Regions from separate parts of the Mus musculus genome. Here region 2 is linked to region 1. The links are chromatin contacts, called in public promoter capture Hi-C maps. All regions are on one chromosome and are shown on one strand. The core of a region is the stretch at or near the end of the contact, and the rest is flanking DNA. Distances in the headings are between cores, read along the strand shown.

Region 1 (4,890 bases), core at 1,900-4,399:
ACTAGAATATAATAAGCTTTTGAAAAGGACGGTGTCAATGTCCCTCTGTCTCTCACTGAGCTATGCATGTCTACCACAGGCCCCCTGCAAATATTTGCTCAACGAACAAATGAACCTGTGCGAGTTGGTTTCTCTTGGAACTTGGCATTCCCTCCTATGCAGTTGGGTAACCAGAGTCTGGTGGCTCAGAATCATGAGATGAAAGGCCTAGGGGAGGAATTTACTTTGCACCCACAGACAAGCTATTAAAAGAGGAAGGATGTCGGTTGGGCAATGACAGAGTGGGAAACAAACAGATGGGATACTTACCAGCAAGGTGTCCAGGGCATCAATTAGCGTCAGAGAAAAACTGTGAAAAGACAAAAAAGTCCCGCTGCTTCATAAGAACATCAAACACCAGATTCACAACTGCCCAGATCTAAGCGAGGCATAGCCATGTCCCTATCCATCCCACTTACAGTTATAACAGAGGAATCAGAGGGAAACTCCGAGTCCCTTGACTGCCTGGTGCAGCAGTACTGTAATTAACAGGTCACCTATGTCTCCTGGCATTCTTCCCTACTATAGAGAGGCAGCACGGAATTACGGCGTGGTAAGAGTTGGGGAATGTGTTACGTATGACATCAAAAGACTAGAAACTACCAGTTGCTCACAAGTTGAAGAGTGACAGACAAACGGATACAAACAAGTACAAATGTATGACATTATTAAGGTTATCGGGAGTTCTGTGTACTAACAAGATGATCATGCTGTTCAGTGGAAAACACGGTGTATGAAGTAAGCCACACAGCATGTTTTCATCTGCATTTCACAGTGCTGGGAGGGGGCTGGACAGACAGCTCAGGGCTTGAGAGCCCTTACTGCTCTTGGAGAGGACCTGAGTTTAGTTCCCAGCAGCAATGTGGGGGTTCACAGCTGCTAGCAACTTCAGTTCCAGGGACTCTAGCCAGGAGCCCCCACAGGCTCCTGCACACATATGGTGTGCCTAAATTCATGCAAAGCAAACACATATACTACTAATAAAATTTAAAAAGCCATACTGACAGAAAGCAAATGTGCTGCTGTTAGGGCCAGTAACCACAGAGGGATAATACATAAGGCGCACTTTTTTTTAGGTTAAAGAAGTATTCTTCTATCTGCTAGTTGTGATGGTGATTACTATACATTTTAAAGGGGGTACTTTATTACATGGCAATTATACCTTTAATAAGGTGATTTTTTTTTTACAAAGATACACAGTAGCCAGGTGTGAGATATGCCTGCAGTCCCAGCACGGGGGGTGGGGGGATGATAGGGATTCAGAAGGCCTGAGAGTTTAAAACTAGTCTGGGCCATATAGCAAGATCCTGTCTCAATAAACACATAACACGTATATGCACACCTGTGTAATTGTATAAACTGAGAACATTCTACAATGATCTACAGGACATACACAGGTTGTAGACCTAAGGAATGAGATACTCAGCAAGCATGACTCTATCCTGCTCAGTGAGCCATGTGTTTGCACTTGCTTTCTGTTCCAACTAAGAAATAAAAATTGGCACACGTTCCTAGCTTACTTGCCTAGCCCCTGGCATCAGAGAGCATGCTATCACGTATAAATATTTGTAGTACGAGGATAATGAGGCAGGGGTGAGAGGGAGCACCTGCAATCCAGCACCTGGGAAGGAGAGGCAGGAGCACCCCAAGTTCATGGTCATTGTTGGCGATGTGGTAAGTCTGAGGCCAGCCTGAGCTATGTGAGACCTATCTCAAACAAGCAAGCAAGCAAGAAATAAAAGACCTCAGCAACTGGAGAGATGGCTCAGTGGTTGAGAGCACTGGTTGATCATCTCATACCCACAGGGCACCTCACACTGTCTGTAGTTCAAGTTCCAGGGAACCTGACACCCTCACATGGTTATAGATACAGGCAAACAGCCAGTGCGCACTAAATCAATAAATCATTCTATAAAAACGAAGCAAAACAAAACAAAACAAAAACCAACTCAGGATTACAGCCCTAGTGTCAGTTTTGGCTAATGCAATGATTCTTTGCTCGACTGGGTTCTTTATTCCAGTGAAAATGAAAAGATGATATGGTAACACAGAATTACTAAACGAAAATGAATCAGGTGACTTGTATGTATGGCGGTGAGAGGAGTTGGTATGAAGCTAGACGGGAAATATTTTTCAGTCATAAAGAGTACACCAACTACAAAGGGTCTTAACTGTGGGGAGAATAACGTTCCTCCTGGGCCTGTGCGCCCACCTATAAAATGAAGGAGTTGAGTTTCCTGACTCCCGGGAGTTTTTTCAAAATATTTTGTGACTCCAGAAATGTCCCCAAGTCCTCATACGTGGTTGCCTGTTCGGCTGAGGTGAGTCCAGAGGGCTAGCCTGCCAAGTTAAGCCAAGACTTTTTTGTACTGTGAAAAGCTGTGTAGTTCTGACAGCGCTGGTTTGGACTGAGGGGACGGGGTTGAATCAGCCCAGGTCGGAAACTTTCCACAATCAGTGAGACCATGAAGCCACCAGCCCTCCTATGATCCCGGCCAACCCCCTTGGCCCTCAAGCTGGCTCTACCTGCCCCAGGTGTCGTGCCCATCACAGGTGAGAGGTCTCAGCTCATCGTAGGGAAAGGCATTTTCCAGGTAACTGTCGTAGGCGTGGTAGAACATGGCCTTGACTCGCTCCCTGGTTCGAGGGATGAGAAATAAGGTAGGGGGCCAGAACACAAAACCAGGCGGGAGAAAGGACCAGACACAGGACGGAGAATGGGAACCACAAAATGATTTCTGCCGAGGGCCCAGCAGCGGGACCAGAGCACGTCAGGGTGGGGGTCCTGGGGTGGAGGGAAGGGAAGGGACCCGGTGGGCGCTTGCCACTCCCCAGCCGTAGAGAGCGGGAGCCTGGCCCCCTTCACCTGTAGTGGGCGGGGTCGGGCGCGGTGCCGTCGGGGCCTGGCGCACCATGGTGCAGGGGTAGCAGCACGCACACGAGGCCGAGCGGGATGAGTAGCCGGAAAGGCATAGAGCTCGTGTCCTGTCAGTGCCGCCGCAGCAGCTGCAGCCACCGCCACCAGCTCATCCTCCGAGCCGCGGCTGGTTCTTCCGGGGATACGCACCACGACGCCTGCGCGTTGGGCAAGAAGCCTCTCACTTCCTGACTACAAAGCCCAGGATGCAATGGGCGGTGGAGCCCTGGCAAAAGAGCATCTCGGGATTTCTGGTCTACAGAGAGGAGTTCAACGTGTCTTAAAGACAGTGGTTGCTGTGGCTGCTGTTAATAATGTTTTCACAATCCCAGTTTCTGTTTGTTGAGCACCTTCGGTGAATTAAAGTGTTAGGAGCACTTTACAGGCGCCATCTAGTTAATTTTTGTTTTTTTTCCAAATACCTTTTAAAGGAGGGGCTAGCAGGTACTCAAGATTTGAGCAGATGCCTATGTAAATATGGATGAAAAATGTTCGGCTTTGACTATAATAGACACAGGGTTTGACAAACCATTGTGTAAGTAAACTCTAGAATTATTTTCCCAAAGCCTTAAGGTTTCCAGAAATCCCTTTTGTTCTAGGAATTCATACATTTATGACGGTCTTTCACTTTAGGGTGCCATGAAATCACGGTCCCTTCAGTCTCTAAATCAACCCAGGACTTTACCTGGACCATCTCAGTGGCTGCCATCCCTGGTGAGAATGAAGACCCAGCATTCTTCCTTTAAGAACATCTGGGCCGGCCGGGCGGTGGTGGTGCACGCCTTTAATCCCAGCACTTGGGAGGCAGAGGCAGGCACATTTCTGAGTTCGAGGTCAGCCTGGTCTACAAAGTCAGTTCCAGGACAGCCAGGACTACACAGAGAAACCCTGTCTCGAAAAAACAAAATAAAACAAAATAAAAAGAACATCTGGGCCAGTTTCCCCACTCTCTTGCTAGGTCCTAGACTCTGTTAGTGCGCTATCTACAGCAACCCCCTTCTCTTTGGTCAGTGGAATGAGCTGTAGACAACCCTAGATTTGAAGTTCGATTGGGGTTCATTACGACTCTACCATTCACACATAACCTATATAACCTTAAAGGAGTCCCTCTCATCCTCCAGGCACAGCACCCACATTTATGAAAGGGTTTGTCTAAACTGATATTTGAGATCCTTTTAATTTGAACTTTTCTTTAATTCTAGCATTGCCCAACTCTTCTTTGCTGAAAAATTCAGAGGGAAATGGCTGCTCCATTTATTGAGCAAAGTGCAGGCAGACTCTGCCTTCTTTGGCCCAGTTGTTTGTTTGTTTGTTTGTTTGTTTGTTAATTCTTGTTCTTTGACAATTTCATATATGTATGAATATGTTCTGGTCACCGCCCCTCCCCCATTACCTTCACCATTCTTCTCTCCTCCTTTTTCCTCCCAAACCCCTCCTACTGTCATTTTTTGTGGTTGTGATTGGGGTAGATTAGGTTTAATTAGGGCTGCTTACATAAGCATAGGTGAAGAGTTATAAGCAAGTTTGGAGCACACAATAATATTATTTATTTATGTACATGAGGATTTTGTACATAATTTTGTGCATGCCAGGTCACCTCTGAGGCCAGAAAAGGGTGTAGAGTCCTCTGGGTCTAGAATTATAGGTATTGTGAGCTTCCATGTGGTGCTAAGACTCAACCCAGGTGCTCTAGAAGAGTAGTTAGTACTCTTAACCATTGATCCATCTCTCCAATCCCAATCCAGCATTCTTGAAAATATCCCTCATTAAGTGTCCCAAAGTGCCATCAGTTGATAAACAAATTAAACTCCATATCTAACCCAAAGTGGGTCCTAAATTCAATAAAAAGGTTTTAGTATAGATGGGTCAAGGGTCAATGTGTCAGTGTTAAATTGGGGCAGTATTATTAGGAGTGTGGCCTCACCTTTTTTTCT
Region 2 (5,294 bases), core at 2,524-5,023, 46 kb after region 1:
TTACTCACAATTTTTTAAAAAAATCTGTTGAAAAAACTGGCTTAATAGGGGTTAAGTGTATTTCCATGCCTGCTCCATACAGGCCAAGAAGCTTCCAGAAAAGCACTCGTGAGACAGTGAGAGCCAAGCCACTCGTGTCCTGCTATGTGTGCCTCCCACTCTGTGTGGCAAGTTCCTGCTGCTCATCCACAGCCCATCATCTCACCTCCTGCCACCTCTAGGCAATTCATTTCCTCCCCTCTCCTCCCATAAGACACTGCTCTCCTCTTGCTCAAGACATATATTGTGTTAGCCTCTTGTTAGCTATATTACTGACTGTCTCCTGAGCTAACTGTCTTCCTCCAGTCAGCTACCTTCCCAAATCATCTTTATATTCCCAAGCCCTCTTGCAGTGTCTGGGAATCAAACACTATGTAATAAAGGCATATTGAATGAAGAAATAAGGGGGGGGGGTCTCCTCTCCCTATACTGACTTTCCTACAGACACAATATTTCTTCATAAGATTACAGATGTCAGTGTGGTAAATATGATATGATCAATTACACTACAGATAGGTGTGCATGTATGGAAATCTCATAATAAAATCATATTTTGTATAATAGGTACATACTAAGTTTGGGATTTTTACTAAAGGATAAGTTGGATATGATGGCACACACCTTTAATCCCAGCACTTAGGAGGCAGAGGCAGGCAGATCTCTGTGATCTACAGCTTGGTCTATATAGTGAGTTCCAGTTCCAGGTCAGCTAGGGATACACAGAGAGACCATTATGTGGTCTTTCATATATAAAGTGTAGGGGGGGAGGCACAACACACTGATTTCATATTACAAAGAAGTAACACAAGGTTCAAGGCGATGAAGGCACACTGAAGTCAGCCACCAGGCCAGGGCTTGAATCCAGGTATCAGACTTGAACTGAAATACCTTTCCTACGTATCCCATACCTGTCTTGGTCGTGAGAGGCTGAGAAGCCAAGCACACTGGTGAGTACGTAAGAGATTCTCTAAGCCACCTCTGATGTCTTCCTTCTTGGGTTTTTTTGTTTGTTTGTTTTGTTTTGTTTGCTGTTGTTGTTGTTTGGGTTTTTCAAGACAGGGTTTCTCTGTGTAGCCCTGGCTGTCCTGGAACTCACTCTGTAGACCAGGCTAGCCTCAAACTCAGAAATCTGCCTGCCTTTGCCTCCCAAGTGTTGGAATTAAAGGAGTGCGCCACCATGTCTGGCTGTCTTCCTTCTTGTTCATAAGACCATCTTAGGAATTCATGACATGTATTGAGTTGCTCTTTTTTTTTTCCTAATTTAAGACTTACACTATTTTAAATCAATTGTCTCTCCCTGTGTGTATGTGTACAAGAGTGCAGGAACCCACAGAAGGCAGAGGAATTGGATCCGTTGGAGCTGAGATTATAGGTAATTGTGAGCCACCCATTATAAATGCTGGAAACAAAACATGGGTCCCCTGTAGGAACAGCACAAGAGCACAGGTACCATTTGGCCGCTGGGCCACTGCTCCAGTCTGAGTCCATTTACTCTTATTGTCTCTTCTTGTCATTTTCCCACTGCCACCTCCACCCTCCACCCCTCCATCATGGGAGAACACTTAGTTCTGGATCATCGGTAGCAGTTCCTGGATGTTTGGTCTTAAACACAGGAGAAGGCTCAGTCGGCTCCATTCCTTGTCTCTCGGAATGCAACCCCCCCCCCCACACACACACACACAACCTTCCCCAAACAGACAATTCATTATCTTTCTTCAGCGTTTCTGCAATGCTCTGGTTTCATCTTGGCCATAACTTACATAAACTTGTTTTATCTCCATCTCCTCCCCAGATTGAAAATTGGTCAGTGCTATCTGCCAGTGTGTAGTGTGTATGTGGGGGTTGGGGGGGAAGCTGCACTTGCTCATGTGGGTACCTTGGCTGTCAGAGGACAACATCAACCTGTCACCCCCAGTCTCCATTTTATTCATATACTCTTTTGAGACAGGGTCCCTTGTAGCGCTCACCATTTTAGCTAGACTGAGTGACCTATGGGACCCTGGGATCTTTCTCTGTCTCCCCACACCACCAGTGCTCAGATCACAGACACACCACTGACTTTTAGGATGGATCTGAACTCAGGACTCAAGCTTGTATGGAAAACTCTTTATCCACAGAGCCATCCCTCCAGCCCAACCAGCCCTGCTTCATTCAGTCTTTTGTCTGCTTCGCTAGGCTCTTCCTTTGGCTGTGTCCAGATGGGGCCCTTGGCCCTTTGCTCTTTTCCTACTCTGCTCTTTGGGCGCCTGCCACACTTTATCTTTTCTTCTCTACTCATCCCTGTGCCCACCCATCTCTAAGACCGTGCAGTAGCTCCCAGTTTCCAGAGGTCTAACTCCTAGCTCCTTGCCACCTCCCCCAGGCTAGTCCTCGCCAGGAGGACTCCAGATCTGTGAAAATGCCATAGTCCACCTTCTGCACTGCCCATCACCTCCTTTCATGTCCTTTGTCACCTCATCCTTTACCATCCTAGCAGACAAGATGTGCTTTGAGGCCAGAGCACTCCAGCTGCACCCTTATGAATCATGTATGTTTGGCAAACTTATCCAGAGCCTCCTCTTTATCCTAAAGTGGTTTACGATAACAACCTGTTTTCACGGAGCTTCTCACAGGACTTCGGGAGGAATAATTCAGTGACGGGCTTAGCCCGATGCCTGGGATGTAGTAGGCATTCAATAACTAGTAGCTGGTGTTGGGATCTGTGTGTCCTTTTATGGAGGCTCTCATCATGCTCTGCCTTGGGAGAGGACTAACACGGAACACTTATTAAATTCTGAGGCACGACGGTACACAGGAGTAGTGAGGGCAACATTTTATAAAACGGAGATGAGCCAGTGCTTGCACACAGGTCTGTGTATGTCCCTGTTCCACACCTCCAAACTACCAAACAACCACAACGTACACATTATCTCTGTAGATCTCTGTAGTCACCCCATAGGGACCCACAGACACCACACACACACACACACACTGCCCCGACCCTCCCCCTTGTTTAATTCCAGCCTTTCCTCCAGAGCATTGGTAGAGCCCCACTGTCTCCTACATACCTACCTCCGGCCTCCCTAAGCCGGGACCCCTGGAATCCTTTCTGATACTTGGTATCCTGTTTGTCTCAGTGCTTACGGTTTCTCACTAGGTGTAACCTTCTACACCTTGGCCCAGGAGCCTCCCTTTTCACTTTAGTAGCCCCAGAAGCCCAGGGCACTGCTGGTGTTCCATAGAAGGTGTTCCACAAATGTGGGACATTCAGGGGGTGGGTGATCCCTCTCCCTCTGAGGGGTAAAGGAGCGAACTTCCCAGAGGGGTCTCCCGACCCCAGTGAAGCACTGCCCAGGTTTGCTCTTCTTGGTTCTCAGCACCACCCCTCTTAAGCCCCCGAAACCCTTTCTCCGATGTCAAGCATTTTTGAGCTCGTTTTCTTCCAAACCCGGCGGTCTCCCCAGACCCCTTTTCTCCAGTGTTAAGCCTCAGCCCTTCTCCCCCAGGGCTAGCCTGGGGTTACAGACCCGGGGCCCGGCCAGCCGCCCTAGGGCCAGAATTATTTATCTGGCCTCTTCACCCTCCCTCAGGGTTGCCCTCTTTGCACCCGGGGCCTGGAGCGAGCGCCTCCCGCAGCCCCGCCGCTGCCGCCTCCCGCAGGTCCCGTTCGGGCGCTGCCCCCGCGCCCCCGGCCGCCCCTCGCCGGGGCGGGGCGCGCGGAGGCGGGGGCGCGCGGCGGCCGAGGCGGCGGCGGCAGGCGGGCCAGGCGCGCGTCCGCGGCGCCGTGACTCGGCGGCTCCGCAGCGGCTGCAGCGGGAGGACCCGGCCGGAGCCGCCGCCGCCGCCGCCGCCATCGCAGCCGGGCGGCCGGGCCCCCGCCGCCGGGATGCCGAGGAGCCGGGGCGGCCGCGCTGCGCCGGGCCAGGCCTCGCGCTGGAGCGGCTGGCGGGCCCCGGGGCGGCTGCTGCCGCTGCTGCCCGCGCTCTGCTGCCTCGCGGCGGCGGCGGGGGCCGGGAAGCCGGCCGGGGCGGACGCGCCCTTCGCTGGGCAGGTGGGCAGGCGCGCGGGGTCGAGGCCGGGGCCGGGGCTGGGCAGGGGGCGGCACCGACCGGGCCTGGTTCGGGGTGCCTGGCGCCGGGTCAGCGCGAGGGCCGGGCGGGGCCCGCGGGCCGGGCTCCGTTCAGCACCGCGGACAGAGGCAGCGGGCGGGGGCGGAGCGGAGGGTCGAGGTGGCCGCGGTGACGGTGGGGCGTGTGGCCTGCAAGGCTGTGTGTGAGGGAAACCGTACGCCTCGGAGTAAATAGTAAGCGCAGCCAGTGTGTTGTGGGCTGGAGGAGAAGCCGAGGATGTTGGAGCTGGAGAAGGGGGAGGGAAGAGGGCGAGGAAGGACCGGATCGCGGTCTTGGTAGCTGAAGGGCCGTCGGGATAGGCGAGATCAGCGTGGCCCCACCGGGCAGAGCTGAGGCCAACGGACCGTGGGGGGTGGGGGATTACAAGAAGGCACATTTCGGCCCAAGGCAGGAAGTTTTTAACAATTGGAGGTGCTCAGCCAGCCCAGGAGGCGGTGAGCTGCTCATCACTGGCATGTGCAAGTAGGAGCTCCAAGAGGGGATTGGATGGATGCATGCATAATGCCTGCATGGATACATGCATAATAACAACCGTGCACTATGGGCCAGACTTGGCGCTATGTTTGATAGGAATTAGCTTATTTAACCCCAGCATGTATCCTGTGAGCTTGTTGTAGCACCTGTCCCCATTTTACAGATGAGGATAGAGACCCTGAGAGCTTAAGCAATTCGCTCAAGGTCACAGAGCTAGTGGTTTGACTCTAGTCTGTTTCATGTTTAAGCCAGGACATTATGTCGTATAAGGTCCGGGACAGTTGTACTAATTTTGTTGCTGTCTCCCAGCCTAGAAGCCTGCAATTCTAAAAAAAAAAAAAAAAAATAATGTTGAACCAGTGTTAACGTTGCTGGAGGAAATTGGTGATTGCCTGAATTATCCCGAGAGAAGTGTGTTTGTTAAGTAGACAGGCTGTTTAGAAGAATCTGCCAGAACAGCAGTTTTTAACTGGGCAAGGGACTCAAGGGATCATAAATTCTCTGAAATTTTCTGCTAATTTGTGTTTATATGTGAAAAATGTGTGTTTTTCTAGAAGGGAAGCTCCCGATTTCCTCAGCCTCTCCAAAGATGACATGTTTAAAGAAAATTTAGGATGTGTGAAAGAATCCTTTGCCGAGCTAATAGTCTGCCTCTTCAGGGTTTATAATCAT

Evidence for each region. Promoter capture Hi-C pulls out the DNA fragments that hold promoters and counts their contacts.
Region 2: a contact with region 1 is called in a promoter capture Hi-C map of macrophages, with 7 read pairs. The contact joins the promoter of Mmp24 here to the promoter of Edem2 in region 1. A contact is called at or near these places in 2 of 39 promoter capture datasets (the SN4741 cell line and macrophages), 1 of 15 datasets of contacts at CTCF or cohesin (large pre-B cells), 4 of 484 Hi-C or Micro-C datasets (the C2C12 cell line, LSK cells, bone marrow-derived macrophages and 1 more), 2 of 115 datasets of contacts at active chromatin or transcription factors (both in embryonic stem cells) and 4 of 9 other capture datasets (adipose tissue, liver, macrophages and 1 more).

The regions. Positions count from the first base shown.
Region 1 is chr2:155,726,326-155,731,215 of GRCm38.p6, forward strand. Edem2 (ER degradation enhancer, mannosidase alpha-like 2) reads right to left here and starts at 3,150. Exons shown (of 11, transcript NM_145537.2): 1 at 2,906-3,150; 2 at 2,566-2,676; 3 at 310-349. The coding sequence starts at 3,012.
Region 2 is chr2:155,771,569-155,776,862 of GRCm38.p6, forward strand. It overlaps Mmp24 (matrix metallopeptidase 24), which reads left to right and starts at 3,774. Exons shown (of 9, transcript NM_010808.4): 1 at 3,774-4,069. The coding sequence starts at 3,905.